2 separate regions of the Rattus norvegicus genome follow, and region 2 is linked to region 1. A link is a contact called in public Hi-C data. All regions are on one chromosome and are shown on one strand. Each heading gives the region's core, a stretch centred on a gene start, on an enhancer-like site or on the middle of the called end of the contact. The rest is flanking DNA. Distances are from core to core; before and after follow the strand shown. Region 1 holds the start of Rab37 (RAB37, member RAS oncogene family). Region 2 overlaps Tmem104 (transmembrane protein 104).

Region 1 (3,328 bases), core at 441-2,940:
ATATTCTTGTTTACCTAAAACGGATGGTTCTAAAACCCTCAGACTTCTTCTCTGTGCTCCGAATATTCAGAGAGTTGGAGAGAAGAGAAACTCAACCTTCTCAAACTTGTGTACCTGCTCCCCCCACTAGCAGATTTTTTGGTCTTTCGGATAAGAAATAGACAGCAGAGCACAAGGCATGTGTCTGAAACTTAGACGCTTGCTCTCCTGGGAACTTGTTAAAATGCAGGATCATCCACCAGGTCTGAGATGTGGCTTCCTAACAGGCTCCCAGGTAACACTCGCATGGCTGGCCCTGGGACCACACTCTGCTGAGAGGTTCTGAAGGGGTACAGTGAATAGAAAACTCCTTTTGAACTCGCAGTCCCTGGCTTTCAATCACTTTGCTTCTCTGGACTTTAATTTTAAGATAGAGAAGAACTTACCAGATTATTTCAAAGCTTGCATCTGTAGATCTCTTGGTAGGGGGCATCTAGTTTTGATTACAGCAATCTGCCTGCAGTTTGAACACCAATCTCATATTCATTCTCTCTCTCTCTCTCTCTCTCTCTCTCTCTCTCTCTCTCTCTCTCTCTCTCTCTCTCTCTCTCCTTCTCCTCCATCCCCGCCCCCCCCCCCCAACAGGAGCACTTGGCTTAACATAGCCAAGACTGACCTGGAACTCCCTAGGTAGCCCAAGTTGGCCTTGAACTCATGATTCCCCTGCGTCATCTGCTTCCAGCAAATACTAGAAGTACAGGCGTGCACCTCCATACCCAGCTGCAGATCACTATCTATGACGGTTGCAGCAAGGTGGACCGCTGCTCCCAGATTATATGGAGTTGGAGTTTACAGAAACAACTGGGAGGAGAAATGCAACCTCTCGCAAGGCTTAGGAAGAGCTGAGACACTTGTGCATAGGATTTCAAATGGCAGGGAAAAGGAGATGTGTACGGGGAGGAGAGGGTTAACTGAATGAATGAATGCAGCCTCCAATAATCTGGGCCTCTGGAGGCGTCCCCTCCCCCAGCGCGCACGTATTTTTCTCTTGAGCATCAAACAGGCTCACACAGAGGATTTTTTGCCTAGGGTGACAGACACCAGCTAGTTTCTCCTTTAAGTCCCAAAGCAAAAGTCAGGGGAGGAGAGAGAACTTCCGGCGTTGAGGTGGGCGCCCAGAGGAGAGTTTTACCTTGTGTAGGACATGCTCGCTGAAATGAGGGCCAGCTCCGCCCTGGTAGGAGTCCGGTCTCTGCAGATCCATGTTCAGCTCAGAGCCAACTGCTCCCAGCTCTCCCGGCGCTCTGCGTCAGCGCTCCCAGCAGCTCAGCCCAGGCTCTGCGGGGCGCGGCAGGCTCTGGTCCGAGCACCCTGGGGGCTCGGAGGCAACGGTGGTCAGCACTGGACAGCTCCTAAGGTGGCCCGGGGCGGCGCCGACAGGTTCTGCCCAGCCCCCTCAGCCCGAAAGATCAGAGTTCAGCCGGGGAATCGCCGCTGTGCACCCGGGACCAGAGTTCTGAGATACTCGCAGCCCAGAATCACCTGTCTTGTGACTCCAAGATGCTGGGAGCCACGCAAGATTTTGAGGCTAGCAGAGGGATATACGAGCGCACCGTGTTTCTGAGGATCAGCTGCATCATGCTGCGCTGCGGTCCAGTCCTGGAGCTCCTGGTTCCCCATCTTCAGTGACCCAGCATCTCCCTCACAGCTCAACTCAATTCTAGTCGCCTGCGGTGCTGGCGAAGCTTCCCCTTTGGTCTCTAGACAGTTCCCTCCAGGAGATAAATAACTAGTCTAAGTGAGGCTGGTGGAGGCTCGTAGAAAGTGGGGGCTGAGGTTTTGAAATAGGCAAACTTCTGTTGAGCTGAGGGAGAGCACACAGAACCCCCTCAAAACATATAACCCCAAAGTTAAGAACGGTTGGCACAGGAGAGGCAGGTTGGTAAGAGCACAGTATTCTGAAATCTGACCTCAACTTTGAAAGTTGTGACATTGGACCAGACAATCTTTCCTAAGGGATTTGGGGAGGAGGGGGTAGGGTGCTTGCTTAATTTGTGAGAATCTCAGAGTTCTGATCCCAGTACTGCAAAAAGAAATAAATAGATGGTTGCAATACCTGTGATGATTGTAAATTTTTTTTAAGACTTATGTTGCTGGGTTTGATGGCACATGCCTTCCATCCCAGTACTCAGGATGCCGAGGTAGAGGCAGGCAGAGCTCTGTGAGTTCAAGGCCAGCATGGTCTACATAGTGAGTTCCAGGCCAGCTAAGGCAACATGGTCAGACTATGTCTCAAAAACAAAAACAAGGGCTGGAGAGATGGCTCAGTGGTTAAGAGCACTAACTGCTCTTCCAGAGGTCCTGAGTTCAAATCCCAGCAGCCACGTGGTGGCTCACAACCATCTGTAATGAGATCTGATGCCCTCTTCTGGTGTGTCTGGAGACAGCTAGTTATATATAATAAATAAATCTTTAAAAATAAACTGACAAAAAAACAACAAAACCAAAACCAAAATCCTCCTCAAAATATTTCATTTTTTTGTGTATCTGTGTGTATCTGCACACAAGGCGAGGGTGCCCACAGAAGTCAGAAGAAGGTATAGGATCTCTCAGAACTATAGGTGGCTTTGAGATGTTGGATGTAGGAATCGAACTGCAGTCCTCTGCAAGAGCTGCAAGTCCTCTTAACTGCTAAGCCATCTTTCCAGCCCCAGTTCTGAAGATTTAGTGAGTTAATTCTCATGTCTGGAACAATGCCTGCAATATACTCAGAGCTCAGTAAATGCAGGTTGTATGCTCTCCGGATAAGGAGACAGAGCTCCGGTGACTGCCTCTAAACACCACAGGAGTTCTCTGATTGTTAGAGTTTCATTCCATCAGATAAGTCTCTTGGTTGTTTGCCTGAGGAAATCAGAATAAATTCTAAGTTGACAAGCACCCTCATAAGCACTTGAAAAATGCTGTGACTCCTGCTTGCACACTTTCTCATGAGGTGGATGCCGAAATCGTTTGTTCTAATCCCCGTGCGAAGACTGTTTTTCTCTCCCTCGGACTTTCAAGGTCTTTATACGTCCTTGGTGCCCTTTGGAAATGAAACCACTAGATGCAGGGTTTTAAAATATGATTCTGGGGGGTTGGGGATTTGGCTCAGTGGTAGAGCGCTTGCCTAGCAAGCGCAAGGCCCTGGGTTCGATCCCCAGCTCGGAAAAAAAAAAAAAGAATAGAAAAAAAAATATGATTCTGGGAGCACGGAGAGATGGCTCGATCATTAAGAGCACTAACTGCCCTTTCAGGGGCCTGTGGTTTGATTCCCAGCACTCATGTTGGGCAGTTCACAACCGTCTGTGAC
Region 2 (3,328 bases), core at 421-2,920, 98 kb before region 1:
CAGCATGGCTCTGAAGAAGAGAGTCCGGTCTCCATAGCATGGGAGGCTCTGTCTTACAGCTTTTAGGATGAAGACCATTACACAGTGTAGTCTGCAGCCCTGCTCTCTGCCTGCGATGCTGCAAGGGAAGGGAAATGCGTGGCCACCCTCCTGTCCTCGGCTGAGAGACCCTGGCACCTGGAAGTCTATTAGCTAGGGGTCCACAGTGTCCGGATCCGTGTGAGACCGTGTGTGACGTGGATTCTGACGTCACATTCTTACAGGGGTGCATAGGGCGTCCTGGGAGCCTTACAGTGGCTGTGGTTGGTGAACCAAGCCACAGAGGACACAGGCCCTTGTGGAAATGATGGGGGTGCTATGGTTTGGGGGGTTTGGAGCAGGGGTGACAGGCCAAGACGGTGCAGAGTTCCTCCACCTTGTAGTCTTGCTGAGCCTGCTTCTGGTTTAACAAGAATCTGATCTCCTTGATAGAGAATTCCAGGGGAAACCATGTAATGCTATTCTAGGAACCAAAGGTCAGGATGGCCTAAGCTATCTCAGCCTGTTTGTGCGGAACCTCCTCCAGATAACCTCTTATCTTAGCGTCCTAGTGTCTGCTAAAACTGCCTGCTTCAAACTGCTTACTCTGCGAAGCCCCCGGCCCTCCTCAGCTGATGAGCAATGTGTCTGGACGAGGTCTCTGCCCTTTAAAATCCCATGATCTGCACACGTGGGGCCATACCTAGGTCCCTGTCCGGTTTATGTTGTCACCCCCATCAATACTTGGGTGTGGTCCCAGTCAGCTGGCATAAAGACTTTCAATTGGCTCTATGCTGTGTCTGAGTGGCCATCTCTGGTGGGCTCCCCGTAGGCACTGAGAACAGACCCCGGCTGACCCCCTGACATCATCTAGATTCTGAGCAGCCTTGCTCTCTACCTAACATTTTTAAGAGAAACACTAAGCAGTGGTAGGAACTTTAATGAAAACGGCCTTCTGAGAGGCTTCTCATGGTGGAAGCAAGGCAAAGGGCTTTAAGAACGTGACATGGGGCTGGAGAGATGGCTCAGTGGTTAAGAGCACAGGCTGCTGTTACAGAGGTCCTGAGTTCAATTCCCAGTACCCACATGGCGGCTCACAACTGTTTATAACTCCAGTTCCAGGGGATCTGACACACTCTCACAGACATACATGCAGGTAAAATTTTTTGAGAAGTATAAGAAACACTTGTAGAAGGGGCATAGCACTCAGGAGGCAGACAGGCAGACCTGAGTTCAGGGCCAGCCTGGTCTACAGAGTGAGTCCTAGGACAGCCAGGGCTACACGAGAAATCCTGTCCAGAAAACGAACATTTGTAGGGTGGAGGAGATGGCTCTGTGGTTAAGAGCACCGGCTGTTCGTCCAGAGGGCCTGGGTTCCATTCCCTACAGCATATGATGGCTCACAACCATCTGTAGTTTTAGTTCCAAGGGATCTGACAACTTCTTCTGGCTTCTGTGGGAACTGCAATCATATTGTGCACTTGTATACGTTCAGGGAAAACACCTAACAATTTCTGATTAAAAATAAAAGTAAACTAGGAAACAGACTTCTAGACTTGTTTGTCTTTCTCTGTTGCTATTTTTAGGTCCGGGGTAAACACTGTGTGTCCACTGGGGAGCTCAGCAGTGCAAGGCAGGGTTCCTTTGCCACCTGTGGGCCTCAGCAATCTGGGCGCACACTAAATCCTCTGTGCTTTCAGGAAAGGTGCCCAGTGAGCATTGGTCATGAGGAGCAGGCAAAAGGAAGCCACTCTCAACTCAGCCTCGGCATAGGTCAAGAGGAGCTGTGGAGGGGAAAAGGTCGTCACATGACCGTGGGGGAGGAGGCGGCCTCCTTGGAAGGGTGGCAGAAAGTGGAGGAATGAGGCCCTGTTGTATTCTCTGAAGACCAACCTACACATGCAGGCTCGCCTGGCTCCCCTGTGTGCTGAACCAGGGAAGGCATAGCCCCGCAGCGCCACCCTAGAGAGCTTAGTACAGCGTAGTGTCTGCCTGCATCCCTGCACCAGAAAGTACCCAGCACAGCCAAGCACCATCTCTCAGAAGCGTCCCCTGAGGGCAGTCAAAGGCATCAGGAGGCAGCAATGGTATCTGAGCCCCAAGGAGGATTTAAGACTGCAGGGCCGTGGAGGTGGCTGAGTCAATAAAGTGCTTGTCATGCAAACCCAAGGTTTGACTTTACTCCTGAGCGCCCATGTAAGAAGGTGGGGTGTGGTGGTCCATTACTTTAATCCCAGCACTCAGGAGGAAGAGGCAAGTGGGTCTCTGTGAATTCGAGGCCAGCCTGGTCTAAATAGTGAGTTCAAGGCTAGCCACTGTCTCACAATAACAAACACTCGGGGCTGGGGATTTAGCTCAGTGGTAGAGCGCTTACCTAGGAAGCGCAAGGCCCAGGGTTTGGTCCCCAGCTTGGGGGGGGGGGGGACCAACAACAAACACTCAAAGAAGCCTGGGGATGGGAGCAAGCACTTGTTATCCCAATACTAGGGAGGCAGATGCAGGGGGATCCACTGGAGGTGGATGCAGGGGGACCCCCTTGGGAAGCAGATGCAGGGGACCCTTAGAGCTTGCTGTCTAGCTGGCCTACCTGATCTGGCAAATTACAGGTTAAGTCTGGGCCATAGCACCCAGGTCAGGCTCATGAGCACCTATAATTCAGTTCGGGGATCTGCAAGGGATCTAACACCCTCTTCTTGCCTACACGCAAGAACAGACACACATAACAGTTTAAAAAAAAGAAATTTAAAAAGACAGGGAAGAAGGGAGAGAGAAGAAGGGAGAGGAAGAGGAAGAGGGGGCGAGAGAAAAAGAGGGAGAGGGAGAGGGGGAGGGGGAGGGGGAGAGGGAGAGGGAGAGAGGCAGTATGCTCTGGAGAGATGGCTCAGTGGTTAAGAGCATGTGCTGTTCTTGCAGAGGACCTGGGTTCAGTTCCCAGCACTCACATGACAGCTCACAACTGTCTTTAACTCTAGTTCTGGGGGAATCTGATGTCCTCTTCTGGTCTCTGTGGGCACCAGGCACATGGTACACACACACACCCCAGACTTATTCTTCTAGGATGGTAGATTAAGAAACCCTAAGGTAATTCAGAAGACACAGTGGAAATGGGAAGGAGTATAAGACCTGAGGCTCTGGACGATCACAAGGAAACCGAGAGCTCCAGAGACAGTGGTCATGACAAAAGGCACGCACAAGACCTGTGCAAGCTCAAGCCAGACCAAGTCCCAGCATAAAGGGGAAGAAGGGCGTGAAGCCAAGCAACTATTGGCAATTGAAAGCTACACACACATACACACACACGCACACACAC

Evidence for each region. Hi-C and Micro-C count contacts between places; a contact is called where the count stands out from the background.
Region 2: a Hi-C map of liver shows a contact between it and region 1, with 3 times the contacts expected there. The contact joins the enhancer-like site here to the promoter of Rab37 in region 1. A contact is called at or near these places in 7 of 12 Hi-C or Micro-C datasets (the A7r5 cell line, the Rat2 cell line, Schwann cells and 4 more).

Annotation. Positions count from the first base shown.
Region 1 is chr10:100,831,602-100,834,929 of GRCr8, reverse strand. Rab37 (RAB37, member RAS oncogene family) reads right to left here and starts at 1,690. Exons shown (of 9, transcript XM_006247775.5): 1 at 1,172-1,690. The coding sequence starts at 1,243. It overlaps Trnaa-agc73 (transfer RNA alanine (anticodon AGC) 73), which reads left to right and starts at 3,104; the gene lies at 3,104-3,187.
Region 2 is chr10:100,929,388-100,932,715 of GRCr8, reverse strand. The region is part of intron 2 of Tmem104 (transmembrane protein 104); the gene reads right to left. Among named protein-coding and RNA genes, the nearest start is that of Tmem104, 4.8 kb to the right of the region's middle. Within about 2 kb of position 1,670, at least 2 of the 93 cell types and tissues checked have an H3K27ac peak or open chromatin away from gene starts, as enhancers often do. A contact at or near this core is called in liver, where this site is marked.